Regions from separate parts of the Anas platyrhynchos genome. Here region 1 is linked to region 2. Evidence: chromatin contacts called from public Hi-C data. All regions are on one chromosome and are shown on one strand. The core of a region is the stretch at or near the end of the contact, and the rest is flanking DNA. Distances in the headings are between cores, read along the strand shown. Region 1 overlaps LOC106019814 (a long non-coding RNA gene). Region 2 holds the start of FOXL2 (forkhead box L2).

Region 1 (6,716 bases), core at 4,137-6,636, 42 kb before region 2:
GCATCCCGATGGTTAGTGGAGGAGTTGCATGCGGAAGCAATTAGCACTTTCTGCAAGGTCCTTATGAAGGCCCTGGAAACACTCCAAAGGTAAATCCGTTAGGAGTCCTTATATGTAAGCGTGACCAAACCCACTCTGAAGAGCACACTTGGCTACACACAGTTCTAATTGTGTGCTCACCTGTGAAATTTTAGCCAATGCACTGTATCTGAAATAAGCTCCTCTTTACAAAAAATGTCAGAGTATCTTTGAAAAATTAGGGCCAATCTCTATGGCTGTTCTTGCTCACATAATCCTTTCCACTCCAAAAAAAAACTTTACTGCGATACAAGACTGCACATACCATTTTCCTTCATAGCTTTTGTTTCCAGACCATTTTCCATGTCACACTGCTCCTGGGTCAGTCAGCAAAAGGACCAGATTCTGGCTCTAAGGAGCAGTTCTTCTTCCTGGCCAGAGACACCCAGGGAATCAGGTGGGAACGACCCAGACCCGTCTACTATGCTCGTGCAGCCCCAGGGGTTTGGTTCCAGTGGGTTGCATTCAGGCAGTGCACACCTTGCTAAGAAGTATTGAAACTACCAGTTTCCGTAAGTTTTTCTTCAATTGGTCTTGGGATGTGACCATGGCACTGAATGACTTCAAATCTGAAGGCCTGCCTGCCCTAGGAAATCTGTTGAGGAATGGCTCTTTGCTGGGGGTCCCATGGGCATGCCAGGGACGCTTCTGGAACTGGTCAGGAACAGCCCCTGTAGGAACCACCCCCGTACGGATCAGTCCTTGGGCTGGGAGGCCTGGCCTCCCAGGGGGTACCAGAAAGCTTGTTCTGGGGGAGGGGTGGATTTTAAAAGCTCAGAACTCTGAAATTCCCACAGTGTGGATACTTCTGTAATACAGACCCCAAGTCCAAAGAGTACAGGTGCTGGGCAACCAAAAAGCTCAAACTTTGTGAGAGGTTTTGTCCATTAAAAATAGGGGTGAGAGGGTACAGGCTGCTTTAATTCAGAGTGAGAAAGGGGAAGGGAACATGACCCTTTTTCTAAGTGGAATTTTTAGGGAAAAGGTGGCTGCAGCTTACAGAGTTTTCAAGTGCAAGGATTGTAATGCTGTTCCCAATGCCAGCTGCAGTTCTATCACGCTCCCGTGGAAAAAAAAATCAGTCACTGTGCTATCATTATTTTTAAAATATTAAATGTGGTTAACACTCAGCCCCCTGGTTTGTGTTGCAGTGACAGTTTGACATACAGCAACTTCATAGCTAAAACCAAAACCGGTACCATGTTTCAGTCCTCACATCATGTTGGGTTGGTGGCAATATTGGTGTCTTCAGAAATGAACCAGTTAGAAATTAAAAAGCAGGACACTGATGTATTATTCAAAAATTCATTAAGATGAACTTTTCTCTTCCTTTTAAGGATCCGTTAATGCTGACATTTCAAATGAAACTTCAGTTTCAGAGGAAAAAAAGCACACATGCTTTTTAAGAAAAAGTCCAACAAAATTTATGTAAAACCTTTGTGTATTAAGCATTCTCCTACCTCCTGATACAGCTGTCCCTCAAATAAAACTCCTGTTTCTCACTGTAAACAGCAAACACCATGACCACGAGCGTGCCTTCCCTCCGCCTTCTGCTCGAGAGATGTTGACACATAGAAGTGGCAAAGAGGAAGGTGCAAACAGATGAAAATCCCAGCTGAATGAGTGGGTTTTTAATCTTCTTGCACCTGTTTCCAGGAGGGGAGTGTGACAGTGATAGGGTGCAGAAAGGAATGCCACAACCTGGGCAGCAGGATGGGGGTGGAGGCAGAGGTCCCCTGGGAGTGGGGTGGGGGCGGGAGGGGCAGCAGTTTGCATCATACCACAGACCTTGCATTTGGACCAGCTGTGGTATTAAAGACAAAAATATTAATAAAGCAAGCCAAATAATTTAAGGGCAGCATTTAGGTGTGGAGTTTACGTAGGGGAAGAAATGTGTTTACCTGCACAAGGATCTAGCACAATGTGAAAGTATCAGCTTTTGAAATAATTTTGAAATCATTTCCAAAAGAGATTTTTCTGACAAAATTGTGATGACTCTGCTGCATGGATTTCATGCACAGCAGAATGCATTCCTATTTCCCGAGGTAAGTGCCTGTGCACAAAGTGGGGTGCTAAGCGGTTAAAAGGAGTGCACTGAAAATGCAAATTGTCCCGGTAGGAATTGCTGTTGGAGTTGAAGAGGACAGTGCAGCCTCTGCAGAGGGGTCTGCCCTGAAGAGCTGATGTGCTCTCAAGATGCAGAGCAGGGAGTGCAGAAGGAGTTGTCTGGAAGTCTTTTCAACACCATTTTATATATCTCCAGCAGTAAATCACTAACGTCCTCATGCTTAGCAAGCCTGAACCCACACTTCAGAAAAGAGTCTGGTTGGAGTGCAGGAAGACACCCAGGGTTTCCAGCTGCTCGTCCCCCAGCACTCCTATACATAAAAGTGACAGAGTTTGCAAAAATATTATACTTCACAATGTTTCTGGAAACTTGCAAACCTGTCCCTTTGTAGCAAGGAGCTGGATCCTGAGTCAGCTACTTTACTGCTAGGGATGGAGACTTAAGGCAGGTACGGCTTAGTTCTAGTCTAGTTACATTTACAGTCCTTCAAAATGATGCAGACCAGAAATTAATTTCAAATGTTGTTTAAAATTCCTTGTTGTTGCTATAAATCCTTGTGTTTTTTTTCCCCATTCACTCTTTTGGGTGGACTCCTAGTAAGTTTGACAGGAGCACAGGACATTTTTGATATATGGCATCAGGTCCGTTAGTTCAGAAACCCCACACAGAAGCTTGTTTTTAGAAAGAGAGAAAATAAGATTAAACAGGACAGGGAATGCTGTTATGAAGGAATGAAAATATTTTCATTACTAGAGTATTTGTATGTCAACAGCTGATAGGGAATGATGTGAGACATTCCCAGAAGGACTCCCAAAGATTTTTCCTTGTACAGTAGACCAATTAGCAGAGCCCAGATTAAATGAGCAATGTCACAATGCCTCTTGCATTAAGAAGTGTGACATTCAGGCTCTTTATCTAGTAAATATTTGCTCTTCTTCATCCTTGTGACTTTCATTACACTCCTTTCAACAGCTCTCTGTTCCCAAGTAATATAAGGGAAAATATTAGCTTGTCCAACACAGCTTTAATACATACAGATATTTTTTTTTTTTGTAGTGTATATTTTAAAATATTAAGATGTTTGGTATGCTTACAGAGCATGCACACTTTAAAAGGAGGGAGAGATTAAACTGTTAACCCAGAACTAGTAGTATTTCTAAGCTTACATTGTGAGTTAGTAAAGGAGGAAACGAGCAAATTATGTTTCATACTCTGCCCCCCAGCTCTCCTGATGCAGCCCTTGAACTGGCCCAAAAGAAATTTTTTGAGTTATAGTTGTTTCCTTATGTGGTTTGGAGAGTTGTTTGTTTGTTTGTTTTTTTCCCTAGAACAAACAACTGAATAATTAGATCAAACATAGCTGAAAAACTAGCACTATGAAAAATAAAAATATATTCCTTTGTCTTAGCTTCTAGATTCTACTGCGGAAGTGGCTGTGTTCAGGTGACAGGACTGCTTGCAGCCTCTCCCTGGTTTAGATTTTGTCCATTAGTTTGTCTGAAGAGGCTAGAAGAAATATGGCTATAGACTTAGAGAGTTAGCATTTCACTACATTTAGTTTTAAGATATTTTTCTTATTTCCATGTTTTAAAATTTGCACAACTTATTAGCTAATTGCTTCAATCTTTCTCGGATAACAGAAATAACTGCACCAGGTCATAATTCAGAATCAGATGGCTCATTTGAAAGAGTTGTCTGCATGGCACACCATGGCATTCATTGGAAAAAAGGTAGAAACAGTGGAACTGTACCCGATTATATATCAGCACCTGAAGGACTTGCATTCCACAAGGCTGTTCTCCATATCATTTCATTTCTATGTACTCATCTCCTGATATTTTCACCTCATCTTTATATTCTCCCTTAAAATTGTTTCTCTGCTAATTGCCCTTTTTACATGTGAAGCATGAGACCTCTGTTTCTCAGGTGAGAGGAACACAGAGATGAACAGTTAATTCCACTGGTGATATTTATTAATATTACTGTAGTAAGCCCCAGAATGGGGCCACGATCCTACTGTCCAGGGCATTCTGTGTACACATTGCCATCCTTCCCCTGAAAAGCTTACAATAGCATTGGAGCTGAGAATTTCAAAAGGACTTAAATGTTTTGGGGGTGGGATGAAAAGAAAAAGCAGATGAAATTGTGTCCCTCAGTTATATGTGCAACCTTGTTAATTCCTATCTACATCTCTTTATACAAATATCAGTTGGTTAAGAGCTTGTTGTTTGATAGGATCATCTGTTAGAACCAACATTTTTTTCTTTGTTTTGTATTTATTCTGTCTTCACACAAGCTCTGTGGGACCTTCTTTTGGAAATACCAGCGTTGCTTTAGGAGTAAATGTAATTCATTCTCCAAACGTTTTTTTTCAGATTTTCTTCTGAAATTTATGGATTTCTATTTCAGTATCACAAGTCCTGAGATTCTAGCTGACCCCTTTTTTGGAAGTTGAATTCTGTTTTGCTGAACCACTGGCTATGAGATTAGTGGGATGATGGGAACCTCTACCCTCTGTGAAAAGAATCATAAAACGTGTATGTTAAAAGGGAGGATTGAAATGTGTCAGAAGTCATTGATTCCCTGCATTGTCAGCTCTTCCATATAGGCATTTGCTGTTCCTTATGCTGGTCTGGGAACGCAAATTTCAATGTGTATTTCTTTTGCAGTTCTGTTGTGTGCATGCATATAAATGCATTTAGGAGAAATCATTTTTCTTCCACTATTCTTAAATTGGTTTTAGTTTGCTGTTTTTGGAGATTACCTCCCTTTAGAACAAAGCTGAATATAATACAAATAGAAAAAGCAGAAAAGTGTTACTACTCCCCTTCCCTTTCCTACTCAAAAGATCTCAGAACATGAGGGTACTTTCCCAGAACTGAGCTAAATCCCCTGAATATCGCCTGCGACAGGGGAAAGGGAGCAGGCATGTCGCAGGTTCCTAATTAAAGGACTGTTCCTCTCCATAAGGAGGGATGAGTGTGAAAATAGAGAAGTTAAATCAGCATCTAATGTTGATTATCTAATAATCAAGCTTGAGATGGGCTATTCCCACCCCTAACTATTGCTGGGGTCACTTGGAAGAGGAGCGACTGCAGGGAATACACTAAGGGTGGGGATGCACTAACAAGAATGCAATGAATAACTTGACAAAATTGTGCAGCACTTTACCCATTGCAAAGAAGCCTTCACCTCTTGCTGGAGTTTTTTGGCATCGAGAAGAGCTTATCTTCAAGTAACTTGCAGAGTGTAAGGTGAATTGCAAAAGAGGAATGCAGACAGCTTCTCATATCAGCACATTGTTTTGGTTAAGACTCTACTGGAGTTTTGTAAAATGCATTTGGGGGAGGGGAAACAAGACAAAGTCAGCATGTCCTCTGGATTTTCTTAGTTAATTGAACAAGCTTTACAAGAAATTAACATTTCTAAGTGTAGAAAACAATTGTCATGTTACTTAGTTTTCATATGACTTCAAACATTGTACCAGGCTGTCTAAATAAGAACAAGCCAACAAAACATAAGCTTTGCAGCTCTGGCTGTAAATACAAAGGTGAGGTGAAAGATCCTGCCTCATCAGCAACTGTATAGCAGGTTTATTTTTAGGTCTGTCTTGTTGGGAGTGGCTGTGGATCTTGCAGAGCTCTGAATGTTGGCAAAAGCAAAATTCTTGGTAAAATCACCATTTCCATTACTACTTCTTCTTTCTTTCTGGCTTGTCTGATAACATGCAAAACTATTAACTGCACTTTTCTGGCTTGCATATTTTAAGAACTGCCTATTCATAAGGCTAGGCATCTTGTCTACCTCTTTCCTAACTAAGTTGGTGGGACTCCTACAGGATCCCTACTCCAGAGAGCCGCCTTTTTCATGAACTGAAAATTCAAATGTATTTTCAATATTTGATTAAAACGTACTCATTTCCTTTTACCAAGAATTAAGAACAACAACAACAAAACATTAATGTGCCTGATGTGCTGGCTTTAAATGAACTGTTTCACTGTTCCAGCACTGAAAATCCCTATTGGCTTTGGGGATGCTGTCCTTTGCATTGGAGACACTGCATGTCTCCTGCCAGCATGGTGGTGCTGGTCTCTGCCCAGCATAGCTCTTCAGCAGTCACCTTAATCTTTCTTTGGCCAGGCTTGCCACCATTCTCTGTTGATCTCTTCTTCCTATTGCTTTGCTCTTGTCACTTCTCTCTGTTCTGTGATTTTTCTTTACCACCTTTTGACCACTGAGAAGTTCAGTGCTTGCATTTCCTCAAATGTTTTTTACTTTACACTCTTAAAGGCCTTTATACTTTGTGGTTTTGCAGTTTCTTCTCCAAGAAGTAGGACCATATAGCACTTCTCAGGTAACTGAAGCAAGCCAAGCAAAGCCTCTGATTTAAAAATAATTTAAAGATGAGTTAAAATATAGGGCTTTGGTGATAAATCCCACACTTGAGGGTCCCAACCAGTCAGTGGGAGAGTTCAGTGTTCTGTGCACTTACCTGGTTCCTCAGAGAAGGGAGTGGATTGGGGAGGTTTCACTTTTTTCTTAAAGAATTGAGATTCTGGATAAGAAAACA
Region 2 (6,850 bases), core at 3,465-5,964:
GCGTGCTCTGAGAAATAATGGAAGGCATAAATTCTCTTTGATGTCCCTAGGTTGTTTGGAAGATTTTTCCCTGAAGCCTCCTTTTTCAAATAATCTGAAATTTGTACCACTTTCCCTAGTTTGATCTTTATCAAACACTGCAATTTTTGAAACAGTCTAAACAAGCGTGCAGATTTTTGATTGCCTAAAAGCAGTGGTCTGTTAAACAGTGTGTCTCTGTAGTAACAGTGGGAGAAGGCTGACTTGGCTTTAATTTTGTTGTACAATACTATTAATTTGCAACTTCTGGGTGATCTGGACATAAGTGGACTTGTATTATTCTTTTCCTTTTTTTTTTTTTTTTCACCCGTGCTTTGTAGAAAAACAAGCATCGATTTCTAAGTGCTAGAAAGAGCAGCTTGCTTTGGAAGTTGTCAGCCTGATACAAACGATCTTTGCTTCGAGCTTCCTAAAGAGACATAATTTCTACTTTGTCTGAAAAGAGGAGGCTGGCTTGTTTGTTTTTATTTGCAGCATTCGGCAGCATTGCTGTAGGCCACTGACGGCAGGATGGCAGTAACACAGGATTATCCTGCAGAGCCGTAACTAGTGAATCCATAACAGCCAACCTGAACTCTGCTGCGGGCTGCCATTTAATACCACGAGAAACTGTTTGCATTTCATCATGTAACCGGTTGTGTGAATTCAGGAACCTTCCCTGGATCGGGCTGTGTTTTCAGATGAAAGGGAGAAACTACCAAATGACAAAGTGAAATATATCGTTTGTTTTCCTGTGGGCCTGTCCTCTGAGCATAAACAAACACACCGGAGTGAGGGCTGCGGCTCATGCTGCAGGGAAGGAAAGTGGGGAGAGAAGGGGTGGAAAGGAGGAACGCAAGGGGGGAAAGGTTGAAGGCTCCTTTCTAACGAGATAGATTTCTTTGATATGCAGGCAGTAGGAACAGGCTCGAAATGAAAGAGACCGTGCAAAGTATCTCCGCGGTGTCAGCTGAAGGGTAAAATCCGCTCTGCTGATCTTCAGACCCTTCCTTCTAAAATTCCCGTTGGAAGCAGTGCAGAATTGAGCCCGTTTGTGACTTTTCCCTCAGGCCCTGTTAGATCAGCTTTTATTCAATGTGATTGCAGTCCGGATCATAATAAAGTTATTCTGTTCCTCATGAAGCTCACATTATGGATGTGCAGCCATCATGGTCTATGGACTGCCTAATTTTTCCTGTAAAAACAGAAAGCCTTCTACGGCTGGGAGCTTGTAAAAACAAGCCCGAAGCTACCCGAATTTTTAGCTTTGCCGTACAAACGAGAAACTCAATTCTGCGCTGCAGAACGTGTCTGCACCTACACGCGCTCGGGCGTTTGACAATGAGACTCATTCATGCAGAAGAAGACCCTGTCCAGGTGAATGTCCCCTTGTCCCGGCGCCACCCGCCTCCGAGGAGCGGCCGGGGAGGGCGAGCAGCGAGGGCAGCGGCAGCCGCCGGGCTCCGAACGAAAGCTGCGGCCGGCACCGCGGCTCCGCCGAGCAAACCGCGTCCCCCGGCCGGGAGCCGGCCCCCGGGCCAGGTGCCGCCGCCGGGGGCTCGGCAGGCCGGGGCCGAGCGGGTGGTGGCGGAGCGGGGCGCGTCCCCCTGCGCGTCCCCCTGCGCGTCCCGCTGCGCTCCGCAGCGCCGGGTGCGGGACCCGGAGGCGCCGTGCCCTTGTTTTACACAAGGTTGGTGCGGGAATAAAGAGTCAGCGATCTTAAGGGCTTTGGGAGAAGAACAAGGGGAAAAACAAAAAGCAAAAAAAAAAAAAAGAAAAAGGAAAGGGAAGAAGGCAGAAATGCTTGCGACGGTGTCACGGTAACTCCCCTTTCCCGGATGCTCCGGCAGCAGCCGCGCCGAGGAAGCGGCCGGTCCGGGGGCTCGGGGCTGGGGCCCACCCGCGGCCGTGCCCCCGCCACGGGAGCCCGGTGAGCCCGGCCGAGCCCCGCTCCTGCTGCCGCGGCGGTGCCGAAAGGGGCCGGGGCTCGGGGCTGGGGCTCGGGGCTGCGCGGAAACGGAGCCCAGCGGGCGGCAGGAGGGGCCCTGCCCCGGGACCCGCTCGGGGGAGTTCCCCGCCGGAGGCTCGTTTGCTCTCCAGGAGGGAAAAAAAAAAAAAAAAATAGAAAAGAAAAGAAAGAAACCGTTCGGGACACAAAGTCTGCCACGTTTCCGACCCAACCAACCTCAAACCTTCCAGGTAGCGATCGGCTCCGCTGCCCGCACCGGGTGAGTAGAAAGGCGGGGAGGGGCTGCCGGGCTCTCCCCGGGCCGTGCCCGCTGCCCCCGCCGTGCTGCCCGCCGCGGGGCTGGGGCAGGGCAGGGGTGGCCGGGCCGCGGGGCTCTCGCCGCGCTCCCCGCCGCCTCCCGTGCTTCGCTCCGGACTCGGCACCGGCTCCGGGGGCACAGCGGAGGGGCCGATCGGGGAGGGGGGCCCGGCCCGGCTCCGTGCCGGAGGAGGAGGGCGAGGCCCCGGCGCGCAGCCCCCCTCGGGGGCCGTCTTAGCGGCGGTGCGCGGCCGGGGCTGAGCCGCGCTCTGTCCGCCGCCGTCCCCGCCGTGCTGCACCGGGAAGGGGCCGCTCGGCCCCCGTGGGAAGGCAGCGGGAGCCCTGTTCCCGCTGCCCCGTAGGGACCCCCGCTGGACTCTGCCCCTCGCCGCAGCGGGGCGGGCACCGGGCGCCGGCGCCGTGGCCCCGCTCCGCTGCTCGCCCCCCCTCGTCCTCCCCGCGCCCCGAGGGCAGCTCCGCCGCCGCCTCTTGCACTCCGTTAGCCCGGCTCCGTTACCGGCACCGTTACCGGCGGGCAGCCCGCGGGGACCTTCCCACCCCATCACCGGGCCAGTGCCCGCCGCCCCCCACCCCTCCTGCTGCTTGCAGTGCTCCCGCTGCCACATTGCTGGGGGCCGGGGAGACCCCAGCGCCCGGCTCAGCCGCAGCAAAACCCACTCCGGGCCGGGCTCCAGCGGCGCTGCTGCGGCGGGGCCCCAGCCGGGACAGGGAGCAGCGGGGCGGCCCGGGGGGGCCCGACGGCATCGCCTGGCGGCGAGCTCCCGTTCTGCCGGCATGTCCCTCCGTGGGGCTGCCGAAAGGGAAAAAAAAAAATAAAAGAGAGGGGGGAAAAAAAAGCCCCTTGGATGTCAAATGTCCTGTGTGAGCGAGCGGGCCCTGCGGAGGAGCTGCGCGCCCGGTTTGGGAGCGCGGAGGGAGGTCGGAGCCGCTTGGAGGAGGTGATGACACACGCGGCCGTGCTGTTGCACCTGCCCCGGCTCTCGCCGCGGAAATGCCTGCGAGGAGGCCGCCGAGAGCAGCCTGGGTGGCCGGCAGCGGGGAGCTCGGCCCGGCCCTGGGGAGCTCGGCGGGCCCGGCACGGCGCGGCCCGGCACGGCTCGGCACAGCTGGCCCCGGCTGCCCTGCGCGGGGCTCGCCGCCGGGAGCCGGGCAGAGAGCCGAGGAGGGCGGCCTCGTCCCGGCCTCGTCCCGGCCGCTCGGGCTCTGCCCGGGGTTGCCGAGGGGGCTTCGTGCGCCCGTCCCGGCTCTGCGCGCCTCGCTGCCACGGCCACACGCACGGAGTTCGTTGTTTTGGGTCCACGTTTCTCGGCCGCCGTGAGGCAAGCCATCAGCCTACACGGCCGCAGGCGAAGGTGCGGAAAGGTGTTTTAACCGAGACTGTAACAGCGCCCGCGAAGGGCACCCACACTGCTCCGGTAAAATAGGCTCGGGCACCGTGGGCTGCCCTCGCCCCGAGCGGCCTCTCCCGGCGGGGCCCGGGTCCGGGGGGTGCACAAAGCCCCTGCGCGCCCCGTCGGGAGCCGCCGGCTGCACCGGGCACGGCGCTGGCGAGCCGCCGTCCCTCCGGGCTTGGCTGCGGTTACAGAAACCGATGCGGGACGCTAAGTCGGGTGGGGCGGGGGAAAGCGCTGCGCTGCCGTCCGCGCTCCTGAAAGCCAGAAGCGGGGCTGGGGGCCGGGACCCGGCGGCCGCAGCCACCGAGGCCGCGCCAGGGGCTCCCCGGGGTGTTCTCGGCCGAGCGGGGAGACGGGGCCGGGCTGCGGGCGGACCCCGGGGCAGGGCAGAGCGGGGCCCCAAGGCTCTGCGGGGCTCGGCCCGGCCGCCGGCCGTGCCCGTCGGGGGGGCAGCAGGAACCTCGGCCCCTTTGTCCAGCACCCTCGGGCCCGCCCGCCCGCTTTGCCACTGCGGGCAGAGCCGCCCCGTTACCCACTTGTGGTTAGGGGACACCGCTCGTGCCCGGCCCGCTTCGCGCTGCCTCTCTGCGGCTCGGGGGGCGCTGCCCGCGGGCAGAGGAGGGCAGCGGGGGGCGATGCGCGGACAGGCGGCAGCGCGGCGGGTGCTGGCCGTGCGCTGCGGCTCCGGGCGGCGCCCCCGCGACACGGGCGGCGGGGCCCGGCGGCGGGCAGCGCTAGCGGCCGCCCTGGGCTCCCCGGGCGCGCTCGGGCGGCGGGGCCCGCTGCCGGCACGCATAAAGGCGGCGGCGTGTGCGGCTGGCCCCTGACAGCCCCGCGGCAGGGGCAGGGGCAGGGGCAGGGGCGAGCGCCGCGTCTCCCCGCCGCCCCCCCGCGGCGGCCCCCCCGCGGGCCCCGCCGGGCTCCCCGGGAGGCAGAGGGCGGGCGGCGGCGGCGGGGCTCGCTCGGCGGCCCCCGGCCCCCCCGGCGGCGAGGCAGGGCCGGGCCGGGCCGGGCCGGGGCGGTTCCGCCGCGCTCCGCTCCGCAGCGCTCGGCGGGGCCACGTCGGGCCGCGTGTGCGCGGGGCTGAGCGCGGCGCCGTGACTGCGGAGTGAACTCGGCCGTGCCCAGCGGCTCGGCGGCGATAGGGGAGCGGGCTCCTGACGAAAGCGGAACTCGGCCGGGCCCATACAAATCAGAAAAGAGCCCGGCCGCCGCGGCAGAGGGGAGCGGAGCCCGCGGGGGCAGGGACGCCGCCGCCGCCGCGCTGCACGGAGCAGCGGCGCCGCGAGAGGCGCCTCCCGATCTCCATCCCGGCCCCGGCTCCGGCCCCGGCTCCGGCCCCGGTCCCGGCGAGCCCCGCACGGGACGGCCGCCAGCAGCGGGCTCGGCGCAGCGCGCACCGGCAGCGCTCGGCACCGCGCAGCGCTGCGCGCCCCGGGCGGCGGGCGCGGGGCACCATGATGAGCAGCTACCCGGACGCCGAGGAGGACGCGGTGGCGCTGCTGGCTCATGACAGCGGCGGCAGCAAGGAACCGGAGCGGGGCAAGGAGGAGCTGGGCGCCGACAAGGGCCCCGAGAAGCCGGACCCGTCGCAGAAGCCCCCCTACTCCTACGTGGCCCTGATCGCCATGGCCATCCGGGAGAGCGCGGAGAAGAGGCTCACGCTGTCCGGGATCTACCAGTACATCATCAGCAAGTTCCCTTTCTACGAGAAGAACAAGAAGGGCTGGCAGAACAGCATCCGCCACAACCTCAGCCTCAACGAGTGCTTCATCAAGGTGCCCCGGGAGGGCGGCGGCGAGCGCAAGGGCAACTACTGGACGCTGGACCCCGCCTGCGAGGACATGTTCGAGAAGGGCAACTACCGCCGGCGGCGGAGGATGAAGCGGCCTTTCCGGCCGCCCCCGACCCACTTCCAGCCCGGCAAGACCCTCTTCAGCCCCGACAGCTACGGCTACCTCTCCCCGCCCAAGTACCTGCAGTCCACCTTCATGAACAACTCGTGGCCGCTGGCGCAGCCCCCCGCGCCCATGCCCTACGCCTCCTGCCAGATGTCTGGTGGGAACGTCAGCCCCGTCAATGTGAAAGGACTCTCGGGCCCGGCCTCCTACAGCCCCTACTCGCGGGTGCAGAGCATGGCGCTGCCCGGCATGGTGAACTCCTACAACGGCATGGGCCACCACCACCACCACCACCCGCACGCCCACCACCCGCAGCAGCTCAGCCCCGCCAGCCCCGCGCCGCCCGCCGCCCCGGCCGCCAACGGGGCCGGCCTGCAGTTCGCCTGCGCCCGCCAGCCCGCCGAGCTGTCCATGATGCACTGTTCCTACTGGGAGCACGACAGCAAACACAGCGCCCTGCACTCCCGCATAGACATCTAGGGAGGCTCCGACCGGCCGCCGCCGCAGAGTGCCCCGGCCCCGGCCCCGGCCCTGCTCCGCTCCGCTCCCGCCGCGTTCCGTGCGCTGTCGTGTGCCTCCTCCTCCTCCTCCTCTTCCTCCCTCTCCTCTCTCTCTGTGCCCGAAGCGTGGCGCTGGGGAAAAGCCCCCCCTGCTCCGCGTCTGCCTAAGCGCGGAGCCCGGGCGGGCTGCTCCCCGCTCTGTCTGTCTGTCTGTCTGTCTGTCGCTCTGTCCGTCCGTGTGTTCGTTCGTTCCTCGGGGCCTGGGGCTTGTTTTCTCGGTGCTTTTGGGGAGGGGGGGCGCGATGACAAGCAGGCCGGCTACCCCTCAACTCTCTGCCCCGTTCGAAGCCGGCCTCGGCGCTCTCGGGCTCGGAGCGCCCGGGGCTGTGGCGGTCCCGGGGCCGGGGCCTAGGCGCCGCCGTGCGCCGCCGAGCTCGGCCTCCTCCTCCCCTTCGGCCTCTCTTTCTGCTTCCTCGGCCTGCAAAAACACTGCGCTTCTTCCGAGCTGTGCCTTCTCTTCGAAATAGTGCTGATGGGGGGACTGTCGTAGCCGCAGGAGAAGTGCGATGTCGCTGGTTGTTAGAAGCCAACAAACAAAACCCGCCAGGGTCACTCGTGAAACGTTTCGGCAGCGGTAGATGTATTTTTAAAGGAGACAATGTCCTCTGAGGTCTTAAAAGTAATTTTATACAGGTCTAAAAAAATATTCTGATGTTATAAAAAGAAAAAGAAAAAAAAAAAAAGACGGTT

What was found. A called contact is a pair of places that touch in the nucleus more often than the background predicts.
Region 1: a Hi-C map of small yellow follicle shows a contact between it and region 2, with 2.6 times the contacts expected there. The contact joins the enhancer-like site here to the promoter of FOXL2 in region 2. A contact is called at or near these places in 2 of 8 Hi-C or Micro-C datasets (F5 follicle and small yellow follicle).

The regions. Positions count from the first base shown.
Region 1 is chr9:18,820,656-18,827,371 of IASCAAS_PekinDuck_T2T, reverse strand. All of the region lies in intron 2 of LOC106019814 (a long non-coding RNA gene), which reads left to right. Among named protein-coding and RNA genes, the nearest start is that of FOXL2, 44 kb to the right of the region's middle. Within about 2 kb of position 5,386, at least 7 of the 8 cell types and tissues checked have an H3K27ac peak or open chromatin away from gene starts, as enhancers often do. A contact at or near this core is called in F5 follicle and small yellow follicle, where this site is marked.
Region 2 is chr9:18,777,927-18,784,776 of IASCAAS_PekinDuck_T2T, reverse strand. FOXL2 (forkhead box L2) reads left to right here and starts at 4,714. Exons shown (of 1, transcript XM_027463986.3): 1 at 4,714-6,850. The coding sequence starts at 5,157. The coding sequence ends at 6,080.